2 separate regions of the Mus musculus genome follow, and region 2 is linked to region 1. A link is a contact called in public Hi-C data. All regions are on one chromosome and are shown on one strand. Each heading gives the region's core, a stretch centred on a gene start, on an enhancer-like site or on the middle of the called end of the contact. The rest is flanking DNA. Distances are from core to core; before and after follow the strand shown. Region 1 overlaps Ralgps2 (Ral GEF with PH domain and SH3 binding motif 2). Region 2 overlaps Gm30568 (a long non-coding RNA gene).

The links. Hi-C and Micro-C count contacts between places; a contact is called where the count stands out from the background.
Region 2: a Hi-C map of cerebral cortex shows a contact between it and region 1, with 2.8 times the contacts expected there. The contact joins two enhancer-like sites. A contact is called at or near these places in 2 of 15 datasets of contacts at CTCF or cohesin (large pre-B cells and pro-B cells), 22 of 484 Hi-C or Micro-C datasets (B cells, CD4 T cells, the G1E-ER4 cell line and 14 more), 12 of 115 datasets of contacts at active chromatin or transcription factors (the HPC-7 cell line, astrocytes, bone marrow-derived macrophages and 8 more) and 1 of 9 other capture datasets (embryonic stem cells).

The regions. Positions count from the first base shown.
Region 1 is chr1:156,860,777-156,866,050 of GRCm38.p6, forward strand. The region is part of intron 8 of Ralgps2 (Ral GEF with PH domain and SH3 binding motif 2); the gene reads right to left. It overlaps Angptl1 (angiopoietin-like 1), which reads left to right. Exons shown (of 5, transcript NM_028333.2): 5 at 1-302. Among named protein-coding and RNA genes, the nearest start is that of Angptl1, 24 kb to the left of the region's middle. Within about 2 kb of position 3,640, at least 34 of the 459 cell types and tissues checked have an H3K27ac peak or open chromatin away from gene starts, as enhancers often do. A contact at or near this core is called in cerebral cortex, where this site is marked.
Region 2 is chr1:157,073,444-157,078,823 of GRCm38.p6, forward strand. All of the region lies in intron 1 of Gm30568 (a long non-coding RNA gene), which reads right to left. Among named protein-coding and RNA genes, the nearest start is that of Gm30568, 5.5 kb to the right of the region's middle. Within about 2 kb of position 3,813, at least 42 of the 459 cell types and tissues checked have an H3K27ac peak or open chromatin away from gene starts, as enhancers often do. A contact at or near this core is called in cerebral cortex, where this site is marked.

The DNA.
Region 1 (5,274 bases), core at 2,390-4,889:
TGTTATTTTAAAAATTATATTGACTGAATATTGGTAAATGTAAATATTGGCCACAATGTAAAACAAATCTTAGCTTTATTTTGAATCAAATCCAAATACATGTTCAAGATACTTCATGATTTATTTAAAAAATATAAGTCTGCTCTAACTTTCACTGAAAAAAATTATTTCAAGAGTTCAGCCAATTAGTGCATTTTATTTATGAAAATACAGACAGGAAACTAGAGGAAAAAAACTCTAGTTTTGCCACTAGGAAATGTTTTTCCAGTAAGTACAACTTTAAAATAAAATTTTAAATTGAATTTATGCTTGTAATGATTTTCCTCTAATAATTTAGGACACAAAGTACAAAATGTATCACTTTAAAAATGCACAACTAACACCCTCATTACATAAACAAGTTAATTTCTTGACAGTCATGATATGCTAATATCAAAATCTCCTGATACACGTTATGTAATGACAAAAGCAACAGGGTACTGATATCACAAAACAAAATCGCCAGTATACCAACTTTTTAATATATTTGAATTATGATTCTAAATGTATTCATTATCCCCCTATCCCAGTCATTGAACTTTACCTCAAAAACACCCACCTAACTACGAGCTAGCAGTGTAGCTCAGTGGTACTGTGCATGCCTGGCATGTGTGAAGGCCTGGGTTTGATTTATAGCAATGGCAAAGGAAAAAAAAAATCTGTCTGTGACTTGTGAAAAAGATTGGATAGCTTTATACTTACATCTAAAAGAATTTCAACAATCAGTTAAAGACATTTTCCTAACAGTGAGGATACAACAGCCTTAAAGCAAACTCCATAGGCCCTGGCAGGTTCAAACTGCTAACTCATTTTACAGTGTGTGTGACTGACCTTTGTCCTACTTTGTCTAACTCATCTTCCCAATCATCTCCATTATCAGGGCCTCCTAGAACCACTTCCTCCCAGTAATTATTCACTTGTTACAGCTAATCATCCATCAAGCTAAAATCATAAAGATGTGAGACAGATGGTAAGGTAAAGTGAAAATGCAGCAGAACTAAAGGAGCACCCTGTCCACACGGGGGCAGTTTAACACGGACAGCCACACAGACACCCTGTCCACACGGGGGCAGTTTAACACGGACAGCCACACAGACACCCTGTCCACATGGGGACAGTTTAACATGGACAGCCATAGGCAATCCAAGTTCCCATGCATCACAGAGGCAGTGAAAACCCCTGGTAAAACCCATGACTGAGTGGCAGTGGCATTTGTCTTTGCCACCAACCAGCATGTCACACCTGACATCAGAGGCAAATCTTACAGAACCATCCCAGAACTAAAACCAGAACAAGGTAAAAGTAAACACACAAGATAGAAAACAAATGAGCTTTCAAATTGCCCTACCTTGTGGATGGATTCTACTCTACTGCACAGCTGGTGCAGGTTCGCTCTTGAGCTCGCAGAAACGTGGCTGAAGTACCATCTGTACTATTAACGACTGCACCCCCTCCACCGCCCTGGATGAACACTATCCAAGTTTGCATGAGCTTACAGTGACCCATGAGCTTTCCTTGTCAGTGATTATGACAGCGAGTTCTAGGACAGCCAGGGCTACCCAGAGAAACCTTGTCTCTCAGAAAAAAAACCAAACCAAAGCTAAAGAAGAACTGACAACAATAATTATATCAGGCACATATGGTTGAATGCCTAGTTGTTATTAAAACACGTTACTAAAGGGTCAACAACTGCAATTCTGTTTGTGGCTAGCAGTCACTTCTAAGTATCTGTTTCTGTTTGTTTGTTTTTTTGTTTTTGTTTTTGTTTTTTTGTTTTTAGACATTTATTGTAGAAAGGCAGAGAGGTAGAGTAGGGGAAGTAGAGACTGGCTTAATAACCTCTTTTAAAAAACCATAAGCACAAGAATATTAATTAACTCCATCCCCAACTGACATCTGTCACAAGTCTTTGAAAGTAGCCACCCTCACAACAGAAAGGACATCAGTGGGACTTTGAACGTACTTGACAGGAGTGAGGGTCAAAGGGATGGGGGGGGGGGTGGAGGGGTGGAGACTGCAGTTCTGCCTAAGGAGAAACCTACAGCCAGGTGCCACTGGCTAAGAGTTCAATCTCAGAATCCACAAGAAAATGATGGAATGTGCTCTACTGCTGGCTTAGAACATGATATATAATCAAAGGCCAGCAAGATGACTCAGCGGCTAAGGACAGCAGGTGCCAAGCCTGATGCCCTGAGTTTATTCTCCACACAGCACAAGGAGAGAACTTATCCAGCAAGTTGTCCACTGACTTCTGTATACACTCTCAATATCAATGAGTAAATATAAACATTTAAATAAGTAAAATTAATCCAGAGCATATATTACTTACTAAACCAAAGAAATGAAAGTGCAGTAAAATTCTTAAAATATAGATACCTACATGTTTCTCACCATTAGAGATCTTGATATCACTGTCGGTGACTTTTGTATATAACATTTTATCAAAGGAAAAGGGCAAGTATTTCTTTAGTTCCTTACAGAAAGAACTATAGGACGGGACTGGCAGTGTGGGCTGCTTGGTGGTAGACTGTCTAGCATGTTTGAAGACCTGGGTTCCATCTCCAACACAAGGAGGGGAGAAAATCAGTTATGTTGTGTAACCTGTAATCTCAGCTTGGGGACAGGGGACAGGAAATAGGACACAGATAGCATGAACAGATGGGAAGATCCTGAACTCAAGGCCTGCTAGCACACAAACACACCCAGAAGCCCAAAACAACAAAAGTAACTGCAAGAAGCAGGACCTTGTTGAAATATCTGAACAGAAATTACTGAGAATTATAGCCTTAAGAACTGCATATAGGATAGCAGACTTTTCTAACACCAACACTACACTGAAAAACTATATTCTGGGATCAACAACTGAAAAACACAAAACAAAACCAGATAGTCTGAGGGTTCTTTTAAATTTAGGTATGCCTTAAAATTTTTGTTAACTTTGATGATGGATTAAAAACCCACTGTGAGAAACAATACCGATCTCCTCTAACATAAGAAACAGCCACTCAGGAGGTGTAGTTACTGCCAGATTCCTTGTTCCTAAGGCCATGTTCAGTAGCATGTACCCTGGAATAGGGCTGCTGCATTCCCAGCTATGTGTCCAGCAGCAGCCCTAAATACAGTGCTGAGCAAGTACAGCTGCCAGCTGAGGCATGCGCCCTCCCCCTCTACTTCTCCTACTTCTCCCCCCCAACCCACGGGCACCTAAAGAACTGCAAACATGCCACATGAACACAGTTCTGTATGACAATAGAACAAATGAACAGGCCAGAAAGGGATCCTTTGAATTGGCAAGTATCTATTAAATATTTCCTTTTATTTACATGCTAAAACCTCCCATCCAAACCAAACAACCAGCCCAACAACAACAAAACAAGCCAAAGACAATGAAGGCCTTGCAGCGTGGGTTGGACAGAACAAGGTATTACAGAGAAGGGAGTGGATGGACAGCAACCCTGCAGGGCAAAGACCACAAAAGGGCAATCCTTCCAACAGAGTCCTCAGTGAAAATGTGATAGTTCCGCTGTAATTGAAAGGGAGACTTGGAAAGAGCTGTCTCTTTAAGGCTGAGAGAACTGTATCTCCATACATCAAAACAACTGACTTGCTGTCTACCACACAGCTGGAGAGCTACCAAAGCTTCTGTGCTCTGCTTCCCTAAGCGTGTGACAACTCACTCACTTTCAGTGCTAGAAATATGCCTTCCTCAGAACATATTCTAATTTGGTTACACTACTGCATTTTTCTGTGGCATGAATTAAGTAGAAACGAGGTTTAGAAAATACACATGAAAAAGTATTTACCATGTTTCACAAAATTAAATTATTTTTGAGCAATGTTCTAGTTCTCTCTCCACAGCGAAGTGGAATTTCCATGCCAAATCCCTCAACAAACCCCTTAAGATTGCTCTCCAGTGACAAGGACAAATGAATGCTGCTAATGGTTTTCAGATTTAAAGCAACAACTTTCATATAAAACCAATTTTTCCTTGACACTTGCCAAACTATTCCTCTCTACACAAACTGCACCCTTGTTTTGAGATTTCTTGACTATATTGTCCAACTGACCACTTTTCCACTTTTTTTGCCTTGAATGCAAACCAACAGAAGAGGCCATTTTTAAGGGAGGAGGAGTAGGGTGCCAGGAAAGTAATTTCTACTTCCTGAAATGTAGTACACGTTGATTTACTTTTGGCAATATGGAAGAATCTCATTACTATATAAATCCCTAACACTCCTTTAGAAAAATCTTTACAATGAATGATCAGTTTTGATTACTAACTTTTAATGTTTTTTAGTCTTAAAAATGCATTATTAGCACGTGTGTGCCTGGTGTGTCATGTGTTCCTGTAGAAGTGAGGGCACGGTTCTCTTTCCACCTTGATATGGGTTCAGGACTGTGTGGCAGGACTAAGCTTGCTGACCACCGACAGCCTCAACACCACCCTGAAACACTAGAGGATTAGAACACCTCTGTTAGGAAGCAGCTGTTCACCGATTACCCTGTCTCTATGCACTAAAGATCCTTTTGGTTGATGACATCTTTTCTCTAAGAACTTCTACAGACAAAAGGGAGAACGGAAGCATTGAAAACTGAGTATGAAAAGAACAGTGAAGTGAGTATTTGCTTCCAGACATCTTCAGTCGATTCTGCCCCATCAAATGTACAGAATCTTAAGAGTCATTTTGGAAGCTGTTCTAAGTATATTTTCCCATGAGTAGGATTCTAAAACCAAGGAATGTTAAATCAAGACCTAATTAATTTAAAATGAAATTAAATATGAAACACCAGCATAGAATATAAATCAGCAGCAAATCTTCTTTCTTCAACACACGTCATTACTACAGACCTCAAATGAGGAAAACGAACCATTTGTCTACAATGTAAAATAAGTCATATGAGGTTTACGTCAATATTTTCTTAAAAGAACCAAGTCTAAGGGCTGGAGAGGTGGCTCAGGGGTTAAGAACGCTGGCTGTGAAATCCTGAGGGTAGGAATTTGGATGCCAGCATCTGTGACAAGCTGGGCATCTGGAAAGTGAGCTCCAAGGGATCTGACAACCTGTCATGCACAACGTGCATCTAGGAGAGCGTCCACACACGCACACGCACACACAACTAAACTTAAAAACAAAACAAAACAAAAGTATGTATGCCTTGACAAATTAAACTGAACAAAGTTGCCCTATAAGAGAAGAACATTTCTCAAGCTGGAAAGTAAACTTAAGTCATAAC
Region 2 (5,380 bases), core at 2,563-5,062, 210 kb after region 1:
TATCCTGCATTCTAGACCACAAGACAGAACGGCGCTGTTTATGCTCATGACTGTGGAGTTTATTCTTTGGTGAAGGGTACGAATGGTAAGCAGCTTAAACAGCTTCAGAAGGGATGCAGGCGGGGTGGGGACACAGCAGTTCTTGGGTGTCCTGGTCTTTTCTTTTCTCTCTGTGCTGGGATTAAACTGAGGGCTTGGCCCATGTCAAACAAATGCTCTGTCACTGAGCTACACCCCAGCCCTGCCCTGGCTTTTCAGCTTTGAAGGTTATGATGGACCAGCGAGGGTGTGGACCGTGAGTCACTGCAGTTAGACAGGCTCTTCCACTGTTTACACATTTACCCACCATCATGCTTGATGTCCCAGATACCCAGGACACCCAGGTGAAGGACAGCACAGTTAGTGTGACACTGTGACTTGGAGCCAGTCTGCCAGCCTTTGTCCTCGTTTGGTTCTCTGTTGTTATGATAAAACACAGACCTAAGCCAACTTGTGGAGCACAATGTTTATTTGGCTAACACGTCCCTGTCACAGTCCATCACCAAGAGAAATCAGGGCAGAACCAGAGGCAGGAACTGAAGCAGAAGTCATGGAAGAATGCTGCCCGTTGCCTTGTTCCCCATGGCTTCCTCGGCCTGCTTTATTATACAACCCAGGACCACCTGTTCAGGGAGGGGCACCACCCCGAGAGGGGCTGGGCTACCCCACATCAATCATTAATCAAGAAAATGCCTGGGCTGGAGAGATGGCACAGCAGTTAAGAACACTTCCAGAGGTCCTGAGTTCAAATCCCAGCAACCACATGGTGGCTCACAACCATTTGTAATGGGATCTGATGCCCTCTTCTGGTGTGTCTGAAGACAGCTGCAATGTACTCATAAATTAAATAAAATAAATCTTTAAAGAAAAGAAAAGAAAAGAAAAGAGAAAAGAAAATGCCCCCACAGGCTTGCCTACAGACTAATCTGATGGAGGTGACAAATAGAAGCATCCTTTGGCCTGGCCTTCATCTGCAGACAAGAACTCTGGGATAGTTGTGGGAACTAAAGCATTGGGTATGTGGCTGGCACCTAGCAGTATGTCAGTGCAGGGAGGTGTGGTCCTGTGGTGGGGCCTGAGGAGACCGTGGCCTGGGAGGGAGCCAGGAAACATATTCTCTGTAGTTTCTGCAGCCTTAGCAAGCTGAGCGCCCTTAAACCAGAGACAGCCGTGCGCTCTCGCTCGTTCTCTCTCTCTCTCTCTCTCTCTCTCTCTCTCTCTCTCTCTCCTGAAGCCCCAACACCTAATTTAACTTTAAAACCAATTTTGGGGTATGATTGAACTGTACCTCGCCTGTGTGACCAGGGGTCTCTAGACACAGTGAGAACTTGGGCGTGGCCCCTCCCCACCCCCAACCCCCTCCCCTCCACCTCCCACCCCCACCCCCTTGCTTTCGATGTACTCAGAGAACCCCGGTCCTCGAGGAGCTGCATGGACGGTCATCTTTTGTTTGGATTTGACTCTGTGCGACTGGGCAGCTTGTGTCCAGGGAGATGAAATCAGAGGAGACTTAGCGCAAGGCTGCCCTGTATTTGCGGGGAAGGTGAAGAGACCGGTTTGCATTTCTCACTTCTCCCTCAAAGCGTGAAAACAACAGGCCAGGCTGGCCTGGTTGCTGCATTCTGTCTCCAGATTGTTAATGCCTTGCAAAGATTCCCTCCTGTACAGTGCATCCCGTCCCCAGGGTGGGGGAGGACAGCCACCCGGAGGGAGGTGCTGGTGACTCATTTCCCCAGAGATCACTCCTTGTGCTAGCAGGGCCATGATACCACATTGCTTTCATCATGCAAAAAATAAAACCCCCAGACTGGAAGTCTTGGCTCATCAGCCAACCTTCTATTCTATAAGGAAGAGCACGCTGCGAGAGAAAAGTACCCAGACAAGTGACTGTAAACTTTTACCCATAGATAAAGATATTGAGGCATTTTCTAATTAAAAAAAAAAAAAATCGCAGGCTGGAGGGATGGCTCAGTGGTTAAGAGCAGTGGCTACTTTCTCAGAGGTCCTGAGTTCAATTCCCAGCAACCACATGGTGGCTCACAGCCATCTATATTGGGATCCAAAGCCCTCATCTGGTTGTCTAAAGACAGTGACAGTGTACTCACATACATTAAATAAATCAATCTTTATTAGTCAAGGCCTGAGGCTGTAGCTGACTGTAGCTTATCCAGCATGTAGAAGACCCTAGCTTCCATCACCGCTACCCAACGGGGTTGGGGTGGAGGAATCTATTCTGATTCCTCAAAAGGTATGCTGAATAAAGAAATAGTGATTGACAGCCCTGAGGTCTGGGATTTCTGAGGCTCAGAGAACTGGAGGAGACACCTCTGGCTCAGAGCAAAACTGCGCTTAAGAAAAAGAATTGAAGTCCCAGGACACAGGTTCTGAGAATGGGAGGGAGCGGGGATTTCCTTACAGCAGGATTTGTCTGGTGTTGGAGGTCTCAACACTAATAAGGATACTGTTTTCTGACGGGCTCACTCACTTGACCAGAGAGGCCAAGCAGGGGAGGAGGGGGAAGAGGGCGAGGAGGAGGAGGAGGAAGGGGAGGAGGGGGAGGAGGGGGAGGAGGGGAAACTGCCAGGGCTCAGGAAGGGGACAAAAAGGCTATAAATGGATCCAGAAGCGTCAGAACCCAGAGATGGTGCTCTGGAAGTAAGCGGTATACAGCCAAGAGATCAAAGCAAAAGTTGACCCTAAGGTCTAGCTTTGACTACAGATCCACTGTGTCATCTCACCCCATCACCCTCCTGAACCCACTTCTGGTCCATCTGAGGCCTGGGAAAACTAATGGTCTCCGTGACTGTTCTGTGAGACTCAAATCCAAGGGGGGGGGGGGGGGCGGAGACAGCTCTTCACTTGCCTACGACCCCAAACGCCTGTCTAGTGCTCGATTTAACTCACTGGCCCAGCCTAGCTAAAATCAATTCTGTAATCCCAGGACAGAGCGCAGGGGCCTGCGCCACCTCGTGGGCGATATCGGAACTGCATGCATGCCTTGATCCTGGCATTCTCCCAGGGCATACTTCAGGACACAACACATTAGAATAGTGGCCCAGAGCCGGGCGTGGTGGCGCACGCCTTTAATCCCAGCACTCAGGAGGCAGAGGCAGGTGGATTTCTGAGTTCGAGGCCAGCCTGGTCTACAGAGTGAGTTCCAGGATCAGCCAGGACTATACAGAGAAATCCTGTCTAGAAAAACCAAAAAAAAAGTGGCCCAGAACACACAGCACTATCATTCCTCTGGTTCTTATGCTAGGAATAAACCAATGTTATTCCTGAAACGCCTTCCCCTTGCCTCCAGGGAAAAGAAACGGCAGTGGCGGTAATGCCAATAGTACAGCTAGTGACACTTATGTCAATGGACTTCAAATTCTCACTACTTCCCATGTCCTAGGCCAGTTCACTGGCAGCCCAGGGTAGAGTTGGACGTCTTCAGGACTATTACTATTACTACATGGAAGCTTGCGGCTCTGGGTTAAACATTACACACAGGCAGCGATTAGTCTCCAAGCCGTCCTTGCCCTTTACTCTAGTCCTGGATGCCCATTGAGTGGAAGCGACTCATCCACACCTGCCTCCTGCAAGGGTGGCCATGCCAAGGGCTCCTGGCTTTTCTTTTTCAGCCTTCAAGAAGAGAAGGGTTATTCTACGTTGCTAACTTTGCCTACCTACGGGAACAGTGAAAAGAAGGGAATCCTCTCCTAGGCGGAGGATGCTGCCAGCTGGCACCGGAACTCAGGCAGCCACAAGTGCATCTCTGCAACACCCCAGTGTGCTGCAGCGCCACCTGGCGGCCAGAGTGGCACTCAGCGAGGAGAGCCGGCCTAGATCGCCACTCCACCTGGTATCCAGTTCTGCAGTGGGTGGGAGCCTCGGGAAGACTCATTCTGCTGTTTCAGAGGTTTGGGCCCTCAGAGGTGGGGCTGCGTCCTGAGGCCGTGGTAAAGCAGCATGGCATCTCATGGCAAAAGCTGGGGACCTTGGGTCTCCTTAAGAGTACACCCCAGTGATCCAAGCTCTTCCCCCAACCTCTGACCTCTCACGTGCTCATGCATACACGTGCAAACAAATGAACACATACAACGCGTGCGCGTGCGCGCGCGCGCACACATACACACACACACACACACACACACACGCGCGCGCGCGCGCGCGCGAAAGTCGTAGAGTCAGGTGAGGTTCGAATCGGAAGAATGGAAATTGCTGGTGAATTTGGGTGTGTAAATAAGGGAAGAAGAATCAAAGGACGGGTGGGATAGATTGTCCTGAGTGTTTTGAGTAGAACAAGCTGACACCCACTGTTAGCCGAATAAAATTCAAAACCCTTTGCACAGTTTTTAAGTCTTTAAATTTCAAAGCATTTCTATGAGCTAAGTATTATTGTCCCCATTCTACAGGTGAGGAAACTGAGGCACAGAAAGTTTGTATGAAGTCACACAGCTATCAACTGGAGAGATTACAAGAGAGTACTGCTACGTCAGGCTCCCTCTTTTGAAAAAATGCCAAACTACAATTATTTAATTATTTGTTTTATTGACTTATTTATTCATTTAGGTGTGCGGTGGCATGGCTGTATAGGTCAGAGGATAACTTTTCAGAGGTGGTACTCTTCTCCTACCATGGAGGTCCTGGGAGTTCAAACTCAAGCTTTTAGCTTTGGCAGCAAGCACCTTGACCCACTGAACCATCTCACCCACCCGGTTCTCTCTCTTGGTAAAAGAGGGGAGTTATTATCTGAGACAGAACTGTCAGGGAGGATGGGAAATGAATGGGTTTCACTGCCAGGAAAGAGGAGTGACACCTTCCAGTCTGAGTGTGTTCAGAGATGCCTTGTAAATATCCTTGTGGAGAGCGACCCTTTAGTGGGGATGTAGAGGGGATGCCAGGCCTAGAACAATGGCATGGAGGCAAATCTTAGGCATCCTGTCAGTTCTCCGGGAGTTGGGATGAGGTAATGCTTAGGAAATGTTCTCCTCAGAGGACCCCAGGAAGACACTACTCTTGTTCCACAAATGTCTCATGGGTATACAGACTTAAGAGCATTCACACGCCCCTGCCCCACCCCACTCTGGAGACTGCATCAGTCAGGAAGGAAGCCTCCATCACCAGCCACATAATACACTTCTCAACCTTTGATGCAGGACCTCCACAAGTCAAGAACTGAGTCTCCCTGGAGGGTTAAGAATCAAGACATTTGCCGTACGCGTGCAGAGCACAGCCTCTCGGCCGGCTACCCCGCAAGTGTTATTTTTGCAGTTTTATGGTTGTTTTTGCCCCGTGAGGGTCAGAAAGATGAACTCAGAGCCTTGAACCTCTTTTCTCACCTGTGAGGTGTTGC